3 separate regions of the Zea mays genome follow, and regions 2 and 3 are each linked to region 1. A link is a contact called in public Hi-C data. All regions are on one chromosome and are shown on one strand. Each heading gives the region's core, a stretch centred on a gene start, on an enhancer-like site or on the middle of the called end of the contact. The rest is flanking DNA. Distances are from core to core; before and after follow the strand shown. Region 1 holds the start of LOC103628982 (ACT domain-containing protein ACR8). Region 2 holds the start of LOC100322876. Region 3 holds the start of LOC100282668.

Evidence for each region. A called contact is a pair of places that touch in the nucleus more often than the background predicts.
Region 2: a Hi-C map of ear shows a contact between it and region 1, with 2.4 times the contacts expected there. The contact joins the promoter of LOC100322876 here to the promoter of LOC103628982 in region 1. A contact is called at or near these places in 3 of 25 Hi-C or Micro-C datasets (ear, leaf and tassel).
Region 3: a Hi-C map of endosperm shows a contact between it and region 1, with 3 times the contacts expected there. The contact joins the promoter of LOC100282668 here to the promoter of LOC103628982 in region 1. A contact is called at or near these places in 4 of 25 Hi-C or Micro-C datasets (ear, endosperm, leaf and 1 more).

Annotation. Positions count from the first base shown.
Region 1 is chr6:11,371,140-11,374,278 of Zm-B73-REFERENCE-NAM-5.0, forward strand. LOC103628982 (ACT domain-containing protein ACR8) reads right to left here and starts at 1,605. Exons shown (of 3, transcript XM_008650178.3): 1 at 1,151-1,605; 2 at 213-1,073; 3 at 1-86. The coding sequence starts at 1,249.
Region 2 is chr6:11,147,863-11,151,001 of Zm-B73-REFERENCE-NAM-5.0, forward strand. LOC100322876 reads right to left here and starts at 1,695. Exons shown (of 13, transcript NM_001170581.1): 1 at 1,316-1,695; 2 at 1,080-1,201; 3 at 294-500; 4 at 30-217. The coding sequence starts at 1,542.
Region 3 is chr6:11,502,182-11,505,320 of Zm-B73-REFERENCE-NAM-5.0, forward strand. It overlaps LOC100282668, which reads left to right and starts at 1,418. Exons shown (of 4, transcript NM_001155576.2): 1 at 1,418-1,873; 2 at 2,856-2,996. The coding sequence starts at 1,532.

The DNA.
Region 1 (3,139 bases), core at 355-2,854:
ACCAGCAGCCCGTTCTCGCGGAACGTCCGCGTCACCTCCGACAGCAGGCCCGCCCGGTCCGGCGCGCACAGCTCCAGCCTCACGCCCTGCATGGACGGAAACCGATGCCATTAGTTGTTTGCTTGGAAATGCGTTTCTGATGTCGTCGACCGGTCGACGACGACGACGTACATTAACGACCGACAGATTTCAACAGACTTGAGTTCGGTTACCTCCAGCGACCTCCGCTCGATGGCGGCCTGGAGGTGGTGGGTGAGCATCTCGCGCTCGGCCTCGGACCGGATGGGGCTGCCGTCGGCGCGCCGGATGTAGAACTCCTGGCGCGCGCGCCCCGCCGCGGTGTCCACGGTGCCGTGGAACACGACGTAGTCCATGTCGTGGAGCGTGCACGCCACGTCGAACAGCAGCTTGGGCCGGTCGCCGCACTGCACGGTGACAACGGAGTACCCGCGCTCGGCCCAGCTCTGCACGGACACGGCGGGCGCCAGGGCCGGGACCGGGACAGGGACCGGCGCCGCGCGGTGCAGGTCGGCGGACATGAGCTGGTGCAGGCGGCGGTCGGCGTGCGCGACGCCGGAGGCCGGCACGGCGGCCACGGCGCCCGGGGCAACCACGCCGTCGCCGCGAAGCAGGTGGCTCAGGCGCGCCAGGATGCGAGATACACGGCCGTCGCCGTCGCCGTCGGCAGGGTCGTCCGCGCGGAGGTGGGCGACGCAGGCGAGGCGGCCGCGGTGCGCCCACGCGCGGGCGTCCGCCACGCCGCACTGCATGTCGGCCAGCACGGCGAACACCTCGGAGAGCAGGCCCGCGCGCCCGGGCCCCGTCAGCTCCAGCGCCGTCAGCCCCTCGGGGGGCGCCGCCGCCGCCGGCTCGACCCACGTGCCCAGGGACTGCTGGATGTAGGCGATGACGCTGGCGTCGGTGAGCTTGCGGCCCAGGCGGTCGGTCACGTGGAAGACGTCCATGAACCAGCGCCCGTCGGAGGAGATGTAGGCCTTGTTGATGGACAGGTCCAGGTCGGCCAGCACCTGCACCGCCTCCAGCAGCAGCCCTCGCTTCCTGGCGCTGTCCACCTGCAGCACGGTGTCAGCAACCACTGCGAGTCACGAGCGCTAGTTGCGCGCCCAAGAACCAGAGGCGGAGGGGTCACCTGCACCAGCGTGGCCGTGGGGCAGACGGCATTGTCGATGACCACCCGCGGCGTGTTCATCCGGATCACCAGCTTCTCGTACTCATCCAGCCACTCCATCGCCGCCGGCCGGCTTCTCTCGTGCTCCGCCTGGGTGAGTGCGTGCGTGCAGACTGCAGAGTCAGAGGCAGGCAACGAAGAGCCCGGGCACGCGGGTCGCCTGTATATAAAAGCAAGCACGCGCGCCCGCGCGCCGCGGCGGCGGCTCTGACAGCAGGGACGAAGCGGACGAGGGCGCTTCGGCGGGATCGCCCGAGGCTTGGATGCTTCCCCTCGCTTTTGGCGCGGCTCTGCCTCTGCTCGCCGCCTTGTAGTTTGCTGCAGCTGCCGTGCCGCCGCCTCCCCCCACCTGTGTCTGAGCTAGCAGAGCTGTTCAATTTGGAATCGGAATGCGTGGGCGGGGGCTGGTGTGTCGGGGCGGGCGGGGATTTATGAGGGTGGAGGCCGGGGACGGAGGGGGGGTCCGTCGTGGGTCCCGCGCGGCAGGTTTTGTGGGCGCCACGTGGAGGGCCTGCGTGCTCTGTGCCCGTTCCTCCTTGCCTTGCACTTGCATGCCGCTCTCCTTTGCGTCCGGCTTAATTAATCCCGCGACAAAAATTCCTTGTTTGTCGAAATACTATACTACAGTACTAGCAATGCAAACGCGAGCAGGCAATGTTGGATTAGTACAGAGCAGCAGCTGGCGGGGTGGGACCAGGCGGCAGGCCCACGGAGTTGCCTCCGACAGCACGGAAGGGACGGCACGGGACGGAACGGGACGGTGGTTAAGACAAAGCGAGCAGCGGCATACGGTACGTAGTGGTACGGATTATTTGCAGCGTTTGGAGTGGTGCCCGGCTCCAAACGGGCGATTTTTGGGTGGGAAAGGATAGGATAGGATAGGAGTGAAAAAGCTCCATGGGAAGAGACAAAACCGACAGAGCTCCGCTCGAATATGCGACCGGACCGAGCTGCCCCGAGCGCCGGCCGGCCGTCTTAAAAAAACAATCAAGAGGGGGCCTGCCAAACAAAACAACACATCATACTACTAGTGGCCAGTGTTTAGTGTAGCATGTCCGGATGATTTGGGGATTTGAAATTAAAACCTCGCCGCGACTGCAGCCCTAGCTGCAACTTGTGCAGCGAATGGTAGTATGGTACAGGACCGCCTCTTCACGGCGGTGGCATACACTCCTCCTCCCTCCAGCGGCGGCGATCGATGGAGCTTTGATGGCGGGGCGCGTGGTGTACCGGCGTGCCGGCTGGATCTTCGACGGATCCGGAGGTGCATTTATGGCGGCGCAGGCCAGGATCACGCGACGCCGTGCCCCTCCCGTACGAGTACGGCCGCCGGTGTAGCAGGCAGTGCATTGGCCCACGCGCGCGCGCATTCAATGGAACGGACGCCCAGGATGGGGCGGGATGCGTACGAGGTGGCGTCGCCCAGGCCCAGCAGCCATGCCATGCGCCATACATGACCGGCAATTAAAGGCCGGCGGCATGCCGGACTCGATTCCGATCCCGATGGATGGGATGGAGGCGCGAGCAGAGAGCAGGCCATTGCCAGTCCAGGCTCCGGTGCTGCCGTGCCGTGGTGGATCACCGATCACGTGACCGTGATGCTGCCTGCCTCCCTGGTGGACGTTGCTCGTCGTGCGCGGGCGACGGGCGCACGACGCGGCCGGACGGAAGCACGCCCCGGCACGTCGGGGAGGACGACCGGAGCCGCACGAACGCCGTACTACTACTACGTGCTGCCTGCCGGCCACTACCGCTGCCACTCCGTCAACGCTACGCTGTCCCGAAGCCGGAGAGGCGGGCGGACGACCTCGGCCTACCCGCGAGAGGCGGAGGCCGGCCCCGCGACGACGTGCGCCGCACTGCCCGCACAGCGCACACACACACTGGATGGGAGCTCAAAGGTCAAACCTACGCCGCGTCTAGCTAGCTGTAGACTGGCTACTGTATGCT
Region 2 (3,139 bases), core at 445-2,944, 220 kb before region 1:
TAGACAAGAAGGAATAAATAAATTATTACCGGTTTTACACCCATGTAGCCTAAGATAGGTTTTGCAGAGAGAACAAGCAGTAGGGTTTCAAGTAGGCCAAGCACCCCACCAAGTAGTAGTGCTGTAGAGACTGATGGAATATTTTTCCTCTTCTGCTCAACACTGACCTCACATGAATCAGTTTCAAAAGACGATATGCTGGTACTGGCACTAGCCCCTGCAAGTAAATTTTGAAGTGTCAAGAAGAATATGGAGTGGCCATCTGTCCATGCTTTTTTGAAGAAGAAGATCACCTTCAGGAGGAATCAGTTCATCCATTTCACTGACCGAAACATTGCGTTCGTTTTGTTGATGTATTTTGTCATTGTCTCTGCCATTGGACATAGCATCCTCCTCAGCAACAAATGATGTTGTGACGCTAACAAGTGGGAACACTGCAATTCTTGAGACCTGATTAAACACGGCAATTGATACACCTACAGCTCCAAGTTCAACTGGACCTGGTTATCACAAATGAAAAAACATCAGAGCAACCAATATACATATATAAAAGAGCAACCAAACTTCATATCTATCGTTTCAAGAGAATCACACTACTTTTGTGGGTGGGGTGGGGGGGTGCTGAAGAAGAATAAGCAAGAAGTAATCAGCTTACGCCTGTTGGATATTGATATCTTACTCAGTGCCCTCTAATTTCTGTTTCCTAATAAAACACACCGATGCACCCGGCTTCATCATAACTTTTCGCAGTAATGCACGCTGGCTGCACATATGATTTTATTCCTAAAAGACGCCAGGGCTCTCTATTAAAGCCTTCTTGTGACAACGTGAAATGGAAGGTGGGCATGTCAGCCGGTGGCTGGCTGGCTGGCTGGGCTTAAACAGATGTGAACCAATAGACAAAATAATACTACGTCCTCGTGGTTGCGTTTGCGTTTGACAACGATAGGTTCGTATTGAACAAGTGGATGCAGAGCATGGTACTTGTCGCGCAGTTTCCAATCTCTCCTATCTTTTTACTACTATATGTACTATGTACGTGAAACAGATGAAGAGAAGGCAAGAGAGCAAGAGCAAACCTATGTGGCCAATGAAGGCGGTGTCGACGAGGGAGGCGACTGGGTCAGCCATGAGCGCGAGCGCGCCGGGCACCGCGATCCTCATGATCTCCTGACCGAGCTCGTCCCATCTGAATGCGAGCCTGGAGACGGGAAGAAGGGAAAATATAAGGGCTATTTAAATTTGAACCCTTAGTTTTGCTGGGGTGGCGATGAAGACCAGCAGATGCCCCGTGGTCATGGATGGGCGGGCTCACCTCGCGTCCCGGAGGAATACGCTAAGCGGGTGGTGGTGCTCGCCGCCCCCTTCCATGGCACCGGCGCTCCGGTCGGGGAGGAGGAGGAGACTCTCCCGCTCCCTCTCTCTCTCCCCATGCATCGTCCACACACCCAAAAGCGGGTGGAGTGGAATGAAATAGGAAAGCGAATCGGGTCCGGAATTCCCGATGGGTGCGCGCGCGCGCATGTGGGTCGGTGGGTGCATGCCACGGGGGAAGGCAATATCTGCGTGATTCCTCTGGGTGGGTCTGGGGGCGACGGGGCAGCCAGCGCCGCCGGGGCCGGGTCAGATGGCGCCTCCCTGCGGTGCAGCCGTGCAGGTGTAGGCTGCGTCTGGGTCCCTTCCGGAATGGTATCTGTGCGCGGTAAACAGAGTCAAAGCGGAGAGGTCCTCCATGCCGAAGGAGACGGGCGGCGGCGTGAGTGCGCGTCGCTTACGCTTACGCCGCCGACCGCCGTGGCGCTGCATCCTTCGCGCGGTCGCCGCTTCCCTCCGGCTCCCCGAGTCCATTTGACCTCCAACTTTTTTTTTTGTCCCTCGTGTATCCACCGCGTAAACTTTTAGCAGTTACGCTCCCTCAGACAAGGTACAGGCTGTATCCAGCAACGCCCCCTAAATTCTATCCTCTAAAGAAATATTCTCTGTCATTTACAGAACCCTCTAAAAAATTCCGTCCTCTATATCTTCGCCAACTCCAACAACGTCCTCTAAATTCGGTACTCTATATCTACAATAATAACAGAATTCATATACTCATTTTTAATACTCATTTTTTTGATATTAATAAAATTTGAACTTATGTGCGTAATGGAATAAACACAGGAAAAATTCAATCTCTGCTTTGACTGATGACAATGGGACCATATTCTTTGAACATGAACATAAGTCTAATCTTCTCTGGGAGGCTTTCAAATGCAGACTGGGGTCGTCCGACTTTTCTGATATTGGGTTTGACCTATCAGAAATTTTAACTTCCAATGAGCAATTACAGGGGCTAGATCAGCCATTTTCTAAGCTGGAAATTGATAGCATCATAAAGCTCCTACCTTCAGATAAATCCCCAGGGCCAGATGGTTTTAATACAAACTTCATCAAAAAGTGCTGGCATGTCATTGCCCCCGATTTCTATGATCTGTGTGACAAATTCTTTCATGACCAGGCTTGCCTCAGAAGTATCAACGGATCATTCATTGTCTTGATTCCTAAGATTGAGAGTCCTATGAAGGTGGGGGATTACAGGCCAATTTCTCTTCTAAACAATAGTATGAAAATCTTAACGAAGCTGCTGGCAAATCGTCTGCAACCGTTCATGCCCCGGCTAGTTCACAAGAATCAGTATGGTTTCATCAAGGGGAGGTCCATTCAAGACTGCTTGGCATGGGCCTTGGAATATATTCACCTTTGTCACTCCTCAAAAAAAGAGATCATTGTACTCAAGCTTGATTTCGAGAAAGCCTTTGACATGATTGAGCATGAGTTGATTATCCAGGTTCTTATCCACAAAGGCTTCAGCCCTAAGTGGATCAACTGGATTCGGAGCATTCTTCACTCTGGCACTTCCTCAGTGTTACTTAATGGAGTTCCTGGTAAGCCTTTTCATTGCAGGAGAGGGGTGAGACAGGGCGACCCTCTTTCACCCCTGTTGTTTGTCCTGGCAGCCGACCTTCTTCAGAGCATCATCAATAAAGCTAGGATGCGGAATCTTCTCAAGCTACCATTGCCTGACATTGGTGAACAGGATTTCCCGATTATTCAATATGCAGACGACACTCTTCTGATTTTGGAAGCATGCCCTAAGCAA
Region 3 (3,139 bases), core at 168-2,667, 130 kb after region 1:
ACGCGCGCAGCAAAGCTAGCCGGGCAATATAACAACCACAAGTTCTAGCTTGGCGCGCTATAGGGAGGTACGGCCGCCTGTACGACTTGCAATAACTAGCCATGCTGCCTGCGCGAGCAGGAGATGGGCGGCGGCGACACCAAGAAGCTGCAGCAGCTGGTGTCTCGTCTCCTCCTCCTCCACCACCACCACCACCCGGCGGCGAATTCGAACAGCGGCGGCGTGCCCGCGTAGCCAATTCGTGGTGTGGGCGCGGTTCGTGGTGCCGAGACGGCGTACCTGAAGCCGCCGTCGTTCGTGGCGCTGCTGGAGAGCGCGAGGAGGACTACTTCGGTCTGGACCACCATTGCCAGTCTGCTTTTCTGCCACCTCCCACCAGCCCAGCCCATTATGGTTCCGACTCCGTCCTCACAGTCGTCGGCCACCGGGTACACAGCCGAACAGTTGACCGGTCCGCCGGCCCGGCCCGGCCCGGCTAGAGGCCTTTTCTCTGTCCCTCTCGTCCTCTCTTATCCGACATGGGCACCAAACGGGCGGGCACACGACACGCCCGCCCACACCACAGAGAGAGCAGCGCGACCTCACCTCCCCCTTCCACCTTTCCCGCACCTTGAAGCCGCCGTCGTTCGTGGCGCTGCTGGAGAGCGCGAGGACTACTTCGGGCTGGACCACCATTGCCAGTCTGCTTTTCTGCCACCTCCCACCAGCCCAGCCCATTATGGTTCCGACTCCGTCCTCACAGTCGTCGGCCACCGGGTACACAGCCGAACAGTTGACCGGTCCGCCGGCCCGGCCCGGCCCGGCTAGAGGCCTTTTCTCTGTCCCTCTCGTCCTCTCTTATCCGACATGGGCACCAAACGGGCGGGCACACGACACGCCCGCCCACACCACAGAGAGAGCAGCGCGACCTCACCTCCCCCTTCCACCTTTCCCGCACCTTGAAGCCGCCGTCGTTCGTGGCGCTGCTGGAGAGCGCGAGGAGGACTACTTCGGGCTGGACCACCATTGCCAGTCTGCTTTTCTGCCACCTCCCACCAGCCCAGCCCATTATGGTTCCGACTCCGTCCTCACAGTCGTCGGCCACCGGGTACACAGCTGAACAGTTGACCGGTCCGCCGGCCCGGCCCGGCCCGGCTAGAGGCCTTTTCTCTGTCCCTCTCGTCCTCTCTTATCCGACGAGAAATTTGCTATTTTGCCACTCTCAATTTTGGCTGTCTGTTATTATGCCATCCCGTGTCTATGACTGGTGGGACCGTCTGTGTCTATGATTTGTGGGTCCGATAGCATATTGGCGAAACCCACAAATGATAATGGCAAAATTGCCAATGGCTCCTTATCCGACATGGGCACCAAACGGGCGGGCACACGACACGCCCGCCCACACCACAGAGAGAGCAGCGCGACCTCACCTCCCCCTTCCACCTTTCCCGCACCTTGTTGCACATAAAAATTCCCACGCCCCGCACCCAACGACCTCCGCGTCCGCCCCCAAAACCCCCGCAAACCCTAGCCGCCGCCAGCTAGGCAAGGAATGGCCGCCCTCCTGCGGCTCGCCGCAGCCCGATCCGCCCTCCCCAGGCGCGCCCTCGCCCCACACCGGAGGCTCGCGGCGGCGGCGGCGGCCGCGATGGAGGAGTGGTGGTCCGACTGGGAGCAGGACGGCGAGGAGGAGGCGCGCGCCTCGGCGCCGGCCGCCGGCCTTGACCCCGCCGGCGGGGGCCCCGGGGGCGTGCAGTGGGTCGTCATGGGCCGCCCTGGCCCGCAGAAGCACGCCCACGCCGCGCGCCTCGCCGAGGTGCTCGCCGTGCCCTACATCTCCATGGGCGCGCTCCTCAGGCAGGAGCTCAACCCCTCCTCGCAACTCTACAGGAAGGTGGGTGGCTCCTGTTCCCTCGCTCGGCGCTCTGGGGCAGCTCCCGATTCCCGCGCCCCTCCCTCTCTTTGTCTGCGTTCCAGCTGCGCTAATTCCGCGATCTTGGGAGGTCTTGCTCGTCCTAGCTTCGATCGAGCCGTTTAACTGATTTATGTCCCTAGCTGCTCTTTTTGGGCACGAGGAGGGATCTTCTCTTTGAGGACATTTTGCCTGATCTGTCCCGGAGCTGCTTGTGTTTCTTATGGAAATCATTATGCATATTAATTGCATGGAGACTAGTTAGTCTTCTGGCTGCTTTTTGTTTGGCCCATCTGCAAATTTCTCGTGACACAGCTACGCACTCTTCTGATCTCCGAAGATATTTGCCTCAGCTCGTGTAAAACCACAAGCTTTTCTTGTGACCAGCCAATTTACTAACAGATATTCCCTTATTTCTCCACTAACTATTTTGCAAAACAAATAATTTTCTTAGCGCTGGCCGTAATTTCCCAGTCTTTGTATGAAGGCCGCAATTCACTTTCTTTTTTTCTGGACTTATATTCGATGTTTGAATATCATGGTGACAGCAGAAGAGCGTGCTGGCCATGTCTTCCCCGCGTGATGGTCCACCTTCGTGGACGGGTAATTTGTCTGTGCCCACACAATGTTTTGGGGGGGGGCAGTTTTGGGATTTGGTATGGTTACATTGGAAGTTTGGAAAATTCCATCCTGCCGGCCTGTGGCGGCTGCAGACAGTATATGCAGCCTTTCATTTGGCCTTCATGCTGTACCCTGCATATGTCTGTTTCCTGCACTGTATCTGCACATTTCGTTCAACTGTCTGCACATCGGAACAGTCTAATTCGGGGGCACGTAGAAATTACAATCACTCCAGAAACTATCATATATTTATATAATATTTCCTGAATACGCTGAATATGTCAAAGGGGTCTCTAAGGGTGTGTCGAAGTGGGCTGATTTAGTTCCATTTGCCTATACACAGATTGCAAACTCTGTGAATGAAGGGAGGCTTGTGCCGGAGGACATCATATTTGGGTTGCTGACGAAGCGGCTTGAGGACGGATACAACAAGGGTGAAAATGGGTTCATTCTTGATGGGATTCCACGCACCCGTATGCAAGCTGTGAGTACCTTGTATGCTCAGACTACAATTTAGTTACACATATCCTGGTAACGGACCGGCACAGAAGATGGGATGGTACACCACATTACTTCCAGAATGGTGTGGCTGCACTCGTATCTGATTTGTTCATAACTTTCTTACGT